Regions from separate parts of the Mus musculus genome. Here region 2 is linked to region 1. The links are chromatin contacts, called in public HiChIP or PLAC-seq maps. All regions are on one chromosome and are shown on one strand. The core of a region is the stretch at or near the end of the contact, and the rest is flanking DNA. Distances in the headings are between cores, read along the strand shown. Region 1 overlaps Ahcyl2 (S-adenosylhomocysteine hydrolase-like 2). Region 2 holds the start of BB283400 (expressed sequence BB283400).

What was found. HiChIP or PLAC-seq counts read pairs in DNA pulled down with a chosen protein or histone mark.
Region 2: a contact with region 1 is called in an H3K4me3 HiChIP or PLAC-seq map of embryonic forebrain, with 4 times the contacts expected there. The contact joins the promoter of BB283400 here to the enhancer-like site in region 1. A contact is called at or near these places in 7 of 39 promoter capture datasets (the 3T3-L1 cell line, the HPC-7 cell line, cranial neural crest and 4 more) and 8 of 115 datasets of contacts at active chromatin or transcription factors (bone marrow-derived dendritic cells, bone marrow-derived macrophages, craniofacial prominence and 5 more).

Annotation. Positions count from the first base shown.
Region 1 is chr6:29,812,370-29,816,945 of GRCm38.p6, reverse strand. The region is part of intron 1 of Ahcyl2 (S-adenosylhomocysteine hydrolase-like 2); the gene reads right to left. Among named protein-coding and RNA genes, the nearest start is that of Ahcyl2, 46 kb to the right of the region's middle. Within about 2 kb of position 2,180, at least 57 of the 459 cell types and tissues checked have an H3K27ac peak or open chromatin away from gene starts, as enhancers often do. A contact at or near this core is called in embryonic basal ganglia, embryonic forebrain and liver, where this site is marked.
Region 2 is chr6:30,174,019-30,178,594 of GRCm38.p6, reverse strand. BB283400 (expressed sequence BB283400) reads right to left here and starts at 1,972. Exons shown (of 1, transcript NR_038124.1): 1 at 549-1,972. Mirc35hg (microRNA cluster 35, host gene) reads left to right here and starts at 4,470. Exons shown (of 2, transcript NR_126540.1): 1 at 4,470-4,576. It overlaps Gm31221 (a long non-coding RNA gene), which reads right to left and starts at 440. Exons shown (of 3, transcript XR_377385.2): 1 at 223-440.

The DNA.
Region 1 (4,576 bases), core at 931-3,430:
TACCCTTTTTGGAAAGAAGGCTGTGGGGAGCGGGTGTGGCGGCAGTCCCAAAGGAGCCAGGGACTGCAGCTAAGTTATATGACTTGCACCTGACTTCCTCATATAAGACACAAACATCTTGAGTGCTGCGCAGGTGTACCAGGATACAGGTGAATCCAATTTGGTGGAGATTTGCCCCTGCTGCCCTGATTAGCTGAAGCCTCGTGACTGGCGAGGGTGCGTGGCCTGCGGTGCGTGGATGAGAGAGAGTATAAAAGGAGTGAGAGGCCCAGGGTTCGGGGGAGATATAAACAAGAAGAATCAGGACTGAATAAACTGCTGTTAGAAGGACTGGTGTCGCGTCGTTCTTGCTGGTCGAGAGCGGGTGCGACAGAAGGCCCATTGCCTAACATGGCCTTGACCTTGAGATTCTATTGCCTTGGCTTTCTGTGGCTGCATACAATGCAAACCACTAAAAAGGGTCTTAAGTAACTATTTTAGGATAATCAGACCTTTTTCCTTGGTGCTTCTGGTGTTTTGTTGTTGTTGCTATTGGTTTTTTTTTTAAAGATTTATTTATTTGTATGCAAGTACACTGTAGCTGTCTTCAGACACTCCAGAAGAGGGAGTCAGTTCTCGTTATGGATGGTTGTGAGCCACCATGTGGTTGCTGGGATTTGAACTCCGGACCTTCAGAAGAGCAGTCTGGAAGAGCAGTCGGGTGCTCTTACCCACTGAGCCATCTCACCAGCCCGTTGCTATTGTTTATGTATGTTTGTGTGTGTGTGTGCGTGTGTTTGTATGGTTCCTTAAGTGTGAGGGGGCACCTACCCCAACATGAGCAGGATGTCAAATGTTTTCCCCATCATCCTAGACCCTACTGCCTTGACACAGGGTCTCTCAATGAACTGGATGCTCACTGTTTTAGATTATGCTAACTGGTTGGCTCTAATGTTCTGCCTGTTTCTGCCCCACAATGCCAGGAAGGGTTATCGGCATATGAAGTCATGCCCCAGCTTTCTATGTGAAAACTCATGGTCCTCTTGCTTACAGAGCAAGCACTCTTACTAAGCCATGTCCCCAGGCCTATTTTGTTTTTTCTTCTTGAGACAGGGTCACACTGTGTGAGCCATGCAGGCCTCAAATCCACTGTAATCACCCTTCCTCAGCCTCCTGCAAGCTAAGAGTTAAGATCTGCGCCATGATGCCAGGCTAATCAATAACCATTTAAAAAGAATCACAAGGGATTTGCATTGCATGAAACTCCTAGCAAAGCCAGCCACTGTTTGTGAAAGGAATGAAGCAAGATCAGCCTAATCAAAGACAATGTTGAGTTTTACCAGGGTATAGGGGGCCTCTCCAGCATGCCTTCATTTTTAAGGTAATAATTGAAATACTGTAATTTTTTTTAAAGCAGGGTCTCACTATAAACCATTTGCTGGGCTGGAATTTTTCTACATATATCAGGCTGGCTTTGAACAAACAGAGATCCAATTGCCTCTGTTTCCCCAGAGCTGAGATTATAGGTAGGTGCCATTATATCTGGTCTGTGACTGATTTCTATTAATATTTATATACTAACTATATTCCCACTGTGTACTGTGTGTTTGTTTACCTTTCGGTTAGCTTTATGTGTTCGTGACAGGGTCATGTTATGTAGTGGTGACTTGCCTGGAGCTACCATGCAGATGAGGCTGACCTACAACCTGCAAGAATGCTCACACTTCTTGCCTGCTCACTACTGGGAATACAGGCTATACCACTATGCTCAACATGGTTTTCTCTTTCTGTACGGTGAAATAAAATCCTTGAGTCAGCTTATAAACTAAAACCTGAAGAAATATCAAGCACTGCCTACACAAAGACTCATTATATAATCTATATAATGTCCCCTTCTGCCTACTTTTCAGCTTCGAAATCTAGGCTTCTCTTTAAGATACTACAGAACTGGTGAGGAGCATTCCCTGAATTTACTTAGTTGTTCTGTTCTGTTCTGTTCTCCAATCTAAAGACATGGACTGACTCAGATGCAGCATTTTTAAAGCTGCTGCTTTGCAATGTGCATCCCTCATAAAACCTTAATCACAGTGAATTTAGTTAAATCCTTGAAAACCAGATTGTACTGGCTTCACACAGCAAGTCTGGCTGCTCGGCTTAAATTCCCCAGGGACAAGAGAGAAGCTCTACTCTATTATGAAACCAGCTTGCCTAATCCAATTCCCTTTCAGGGAAAGAGGTCAAGGAGAATAACTGCTGTGCCGTTTTTCAATGCTTCCTTCCAAGAAATGACTGTGATTGACAGATGCTATTTCTTTGAGTTTCAATGGCATACTGCCAAGATCAACTAAGTGTTTCTTGGTTATAAGAACAATATCATTCACCAAGCCACATGATGTGTCAGTCATATTTTTTTACATTAGTGAATTTTCTAAGTTTCAAAGCTCACACACACATGTACCATTAGAAACCTGAACATATGTGATCTTCATTTATAGTCTTGGAAACTACAACATATGACTTATCACACGCAAGTTGACAGGTTTACACTCTAACTTAGCTGACCTAAGTCCTATGAAGTGCAATCTTCTTAGTATGCCTACTTATCCCATTAACTGCCTTGTCGTACTGAAACACTAACAGAAAGTTACCCTGTTCCGTTTAACAGCTACAGCAATATAACAGACAGAGACACATGCGGTATAATAGAAAGAACGAGACTTGGAGACAGAGATGTCTTCAAATCATAGTCCTGTCACTTAAGATTTGAGACAGGTATGTGTTCTTATTACATGTTGAAGCATCTTCTGGGTATATGCCCAGGAATGGTACAGCTGGGTCCTCAGGTAATACTATGTCCAATTTTCTGAGGAACTGCCAAATTAAAAACAATGAATTCATCACATTCTTAGGCAAATGGATGAAACTAGAATATATCATCCTGTGTGAGGTAACCCAATCACAAAAGAACACACATGGTATACACTCACTGATAAGTGGATATTAGCCCAGAAGCTCAGAATACCCAAGATACAACTCATAGACCAAATGAAGCTCAAGAAGAAGGAAGACCAAAGTATGGATACTTCAAGCCTTTCTTAGAAGGGGGAACAAAATACCCATGGGAGGAGATACAGAGACAAAGTATGGCGCAGAGACTGAAGAAAAGGCCATCCGGAGACTGTCCCACTTGGGGATTCACCCCAAATACAGTCACCAAACCCAACAAGTTGGATGCCAACAAGTGCTTGCTGACAGGAGCCTGATACAGCTGTCTCTTGAGAGGCTCTGCCAGTGCCTGACAAATACAGAGGCGGATGCTCTCAGCTAACCACTAGACTGAGCACAAAGTTCCCAATGGAAGAGCTAGAGAAAGGACTGAAGGAGCTGAAGGAGCTTGCAGCCCCAGAGGAGGAACAACCATATGAACCAACCAGTACCCCCAGAGCTCCCAGGGACTAAACCACCAACCAAAGAGTACACATGGAGGGACACATGGCTCCAGCTGCATATGTAGCAGAGGATGGCCTTGTTGGACATCAATGGGAAGAGAGGCCCTTGGTTTTGTGAAGGATCGATGCCCCAGTGTAGAGGAATGCCAGGACAGGGAAGCAGGAGTAGGTGGGTTGGTGAGCAGGGGGAGGGGGAAAGGGATAGGGGGTTTTCAAAGAGAAAACCAGGAAAGGGGATAACATTTGAAATGTAAACAAAGAAAATATCTAATTAAAAAAGGGGGGGTGGGGGGAGGGACTTTTGGGATAGCATTTCAAATGTAAATGAAGAAAATATCTAAGAAAAAAAAGAAAAAGAAAAGGATGTGCAAAGTATTTGCATTAAAAAACAAAGATTTGAAACAGGCTAATTAACCCCAAATTTTTATGTATAAACCTGATAGGCCATCTACCTCATAGAATTCTAATAATTAAATAAGTTAACACATGTTAAAAGTGTAATGCATAAGTCACTAAAGTGTTAATTTTTTCCCATGCCATGGTCCAAAACACACTACCACCCTCTAAAGAATCGTGATTTCAGTGACCTCTAAAAATTAAGGATTAGGGAAATTGGAGCACAAACACTTTCCTGGCATCTCTCTCAGACATGTGGGGTTTGTTGGCTGCCAGTCTAAAGAGCAGCTTTTAGAGATGCAGTCAAACCAATTAAGTATAAAATAGAAAAAGGCAAATGTGTCCAAGTAAATAACATTTACCATGTGCACACAAAGTAATTGTTCTACCAACTGAACATCTATTTGAATTCAGCTAGAACAAACTATTCAGTTTCCAAAAAAAAAAAAAAAAAAAAAGAATAAGTGAAATAACCATTCCTTTCTTACAAAATGACTGGGTAGATGCATACACTGTAGAATCATGTTAACTGAAATGATCCTTCTCCATTACTACCACACAACACAATACAGTCAAGACTTTTCATAAACAGCAAATGAGGAATCATTCTGACAATGGCTTAGTTCCTAAAAGTGAATTAATATTATTAAGTTAATTGTGAAGAAATCACATTGGAGTTATATCTCAATACCATATAAAAATTCACATGAAACCATTTCTTTTCTGGAATTAGAATAGCCAGGCTGAGCAAT
Region 2 (4,576 bases), core at 723-3,222, 360 kb before region 1:
CTAAAGGGTCGCAGGGAGGGAGTGGGGGCAGGGAGATGTCAGTCATATAGGTCTTTTCCGTGTGTTTGTGTGTGTGTGTGTGTGTGTGTGTGTGTGCACGCGCGCGCGCGCCCCAACCCCAGCTGAGCAACGTAACAGATGTCCCCTGCAGGGCCAAGCCCCATCAGTTGCACATCCTCCCCATTTCGGAAACAGGTACGGAGGTTTTCCAGTCTATTTTACCGACAAGGCAGCCGGTTAAAGGCGGTCTTCTCTCCTCGCCGGCCTTGGCCTGTGGTGACTCCGGTTAGAAATTCTTTGGGAATGATGCTCAAGAGATGTTCAATAAAGCGGAGATGTAGCTCAGGCAGGCAGTCTCCAGATAGAGGGAAGAGTGAGACCAGAGCTACAAAGCCACGGGGTTCCCTAGCTTCTCTCCCATCCCCCACCCCTTGTTTGGGGCGACGGTTCCGGAACGGTAACTGTTCAGAGAGCTATGGCAGCCTCAGTCCGGTGGTCTGCAACTGGACTCTCGGGTGCCACTCCTCCAAGACCGCAAAACAGTTTTGTTTTTTTTAAACAACCAACTTTTGAGTTTAATTTGTAATTAAAAGGTCATAGATAGACAATTCGCTTGGTACAGTCTAGAAAAACACAAGAAAAAAATCACAAAAACATCAAGAAAAAAAACGTTAAAATTCTTCCATTTTCTTTAGAACATGAAAAGGTGACGTTAAAACACACCTCATCCGTTCATAATTTTTTTTTTCACAAACACGAACCGATGTGTCCTTTGTATGTTTCATTGAATGCCCAGATAATTCCCAAGATATGGCTACATATCTATCCTATTCAGCTGATTTAAATGAATGCTCTAACTAACTAACTAACGCATCGGGCAACAGGAACTCGATATGCATTCCAGGCTGGCCTTAACCTGGGATCCTCTTGCTGCAGCCGCCCTGAGGCAGAGTCTACAGGTGTGCGCCTCCAGCCCGGCTTCGTGTTCTTTTGAGAGCGACGTGAGGCTCTCCTTCCATTTGTGGGCGTGTTTCATTCTTTCAGGCTGGTCACCTCCGCGCCTTCCGCAGCTGGAGGGTTTCTCCTGAGCTCCAGCAGAGACTCCCAGGATTCTGCAGCCTCTCGGAGAGAAACTCCCAGAGGCACAAACACAGCCCTTGGAGGCAGCGAGTTACTCGGGTTTTGAAACAGCCCTTTGAGAGTCCATCCATGAGCATCTAGATACTACAGCAACGCCTCACCCTTAGAGCTGGGGCCCATTCTGGGCCAACACAGTAAGCCCACATCCCCATGAATGGCCCTGTGGAAAAAGGGAAGGGAGATTTCCCAGGAGTCTGAGAAACCATGGCAGAACCAGGGTGCAGGGTCTTGCAAGAGGTAGATTTATTTTTATTTTTATTTGTTTTTTTCGAGACAGGGTTTCTCTGTGTAGCCCTGGCTGTCCTGGGCTACACACTTTGTAGACCAGGCTGGCCTCGAACTCATAAATCTGCCTGCCTCTGCTTCCCAAGTGCTGGGATTAAAGGCGTGTGCCACCACCGCCCGGCAAGAGGTAGAATTTATGTTTTCCATTTTTGCAAATGGAAAAACCAAAGCTCATAGAGGTGAAGAGAATCTGGCAATTGTGTCTTCATATGATAAGCAGATCACAGCCGCTTTGAGCATTCCAGAAAGATATATATCAAAAACAAAACAACAACCCAAAAAACCCAAAAACAAAAACCCCCAAAACAACAACAACAAAAACCACGGCTGGAGGGAGCACAGGACCAAACTGAAAGCACGAGGCCCCCACTGTTCCTAAGAGCCCAAGAAGTGGGTTGGTCTCGGGGCTTGTAGTCCGCACAGCAACCCTATCCCCGAGGCTGATACATATTAGTGGAAAGGGAGATGGAACCTGAGGACTAACTCCTCACTCAACATTTTCGGCACAACTGGGGCTAACACGAGGGAGTGAGAGGTTGGGATTAGGTAGATTGCACAGGGCAGAGGTTGGGGAAGAATAATGGACACGCTGAGAGATGCTAGGAACGCTGAGTCTACGTGCCCTGCCTGGCACAGGGCGTGCTGGCCACTCAGTACCCCACGGGCCTAGGGACCAGGTAAGGCTCTGAGGTTCAAGAGCCTAAGCACAAGATCTTGTAGGCGTGGGGGCGTGGGGGCGTGGGGGTGGGGTGAGGCGTAAGTAAGGCCCCTTCTAAACCGTGATCCAGGGTCGGGAAGCAAACTACATGTCTCTAACAGCTCGGCTCTGGCCCGAGAGGGTCGTTGTCCTCTGGAAGGGAGGGATCTCTGTATCTGTAGGTGGGGAATACCGCAGCTCGTAGGCACAAGTTGGAAGGGTAGGATACTTGCATGCAGCCTTGGGTACACTCGGCGGGCCAGCAAAGTAAGGATCTGGGTTCGTCCGAGCTCTTCACCGACCGGAGCCCCGGGCTGTAAGCGATCTGGGATATCGGGTCCCTGGGGACCGCCCCCTCACCACTCCGGTCCAGCTCCAGTTACTGGTCGAGCCTGCTACCTAAAATATGTATGAGGACCTTGCGGGTGCAATTTCACGGCCCCTCCTAGAGTGAGGCTGGGGGGTCTCAGGGTGAGAAGGGAGCTGCGCGGGCAGCAAGCGACGCTGGCTCTTGGGCGGGGGCTGTCTCGACTTTCAACAGAGCATTTAAGAAAGGTAGAAACCGGATCCATCTCACCCGCGCCCCCGCCCTTCGAGTCCGACGGCGGGACCCCGCAGCCGAGCGGCTAGCTTTCCGTTCTGCGGTGTCTGGTTCTCGACAGCAGGTGAATGGGCCCAGGCGAGGCGCGGGGGGGCGGGGCGTACGCTATAAAGGGGCGCGGCAGGACTAGGGGGTCACTCGCAGCCGGTGTGGCCTGCGCGTCCGAGCACACAGAGCTGTGACCGCCTGGTGCCGGACAGGCCTAGGGACCAGGTAGGGCGTGAGTGGAGATGCCGGCCGGCAGTGAGGTTCAGGGCCACAGGGATGGAAAGGGAAGGAGGCGGGACAGGGAGGGTTAATGTAGAGTCACCACACCCCCCTGAGGTCTGTCGGGTCGTGCCCTGCTCTTCCTGTTCGGTTCTGGTGCATCACGTCCCATCCCCAACTGTGCTGGGAGAGGGACAAGCGGGTCCTGGCCTTCCTGCCTTGGGGTGGGTCTTGCCTCCGGAGCCATCTGTCTGTAACATCCATGGCTGAAGCAGGTCTTGCCCAGGAGCTGAGTATCTAGAAGGGTTCGTATCTGCAGCGTCATTCTCGGACCCTGGCAGACAGCAGGGGAGGGAGGAATCCAGGGGCTCGGTTCCCCTAATCCATTTACTTCGCTTGAGCTCAAGGTTTTCAGTCTCAGCGCAAGGGCCCTTTAGTTTGGTGGGAACATCAGCTAAGCCCCACCCCACCCCCACACCCGGTTTTAGAGGCTTCTAGGCGGTCAGACCTGCCCGGATTCATTGGGAGAACTAGGAGCTAAAAGGGAGGAAGGCGGATTAACGTTTTATTTTAATCTGGTTTTGAACTGTGGTTGCCGTCTGGGGCAGCCGGGCGCGGCAGGGAATGGGAGGGCGCTCAAAGCAGGGGAGGGGGATGTGCGCACTCTCTGGTCTCAGGATGCTGGGGAGAAGGAAGAGGCCACTTCAAACGAGACAGCTAGGGTGTACCTTAACTCTGCTCCTCCCCAGAGGCTCCGGGGTGGCATCCTAGCTAAGAAGGTTCCGAGGGATCTAATCCCCGTCCTCGTTCCAGATGGCCCCGCCCCCTCCCGGGGGAGCCACTGCGGCAGTGGAGGGGCAGGAAGGGAGATGGGAAGGGGTCTGGGGGTGGCTTCCCTTCCCCTCCCCCTTCCGGGACAGGCGGTCTTTGTTCCCTGCGGCGGCGGCGGCCAGACACCTGTGAGGCTTCAGGGCTAGGCAAAGGTGGGTTAGGACGAGTGGCGAGCCTCTGGTGCCCACTCCAACTCTCTACCTTCGGGCCAGGGTGCTCCCACCGAGGCAGAACAGACTGTGGCCAGTTCTCCGGCTGCAGAGTACCGTCTAGTGTGGTCCCACAGTACTCCTGGCCTCCAAACGCACTTCCCCTCCCCCAGCCCAGAGTCGGATTTCCAAGTTTGCTGTGCTACACACACCTTGGCTAGCAAGGGGTTCAGAGGGAGGTGGGATGGTAGGGCATCGGGGCACACCTCGGCCGGCGGCACCCCAGCCCAAGGTAGGAGGCTAGAACAGCGAGTGGGCAGCGGGACCCCTTAGGGGCCAAACCCAGCTGGGTTCGGCGAACAGGCGGGGCTCGCGACGTATCCGCAGTCCCGGTCGGGCGTGCCCTACGACGCGCACCAACCGGAGCAACATTCAAGGTGAATCATCTTCGGTCCGCCTCCCGTCCCTCCCCCGCCCCACAGCACCTGAGCCAATGGCGCGGCGCGGGGGGCGGGCGGGGCGCTGGGGGCGGTAAAACCCTCCCGGAGTCATTATCTCTGCACTCCGTCGAGCCCCCGGGTCTCGGCGCCGGAGCCTGCTAGCCTCCTTCCTTGAACACGATCGTCACACCTGGTGCACCCCTTTCGTCTGCCTCTGGGGCTCGGT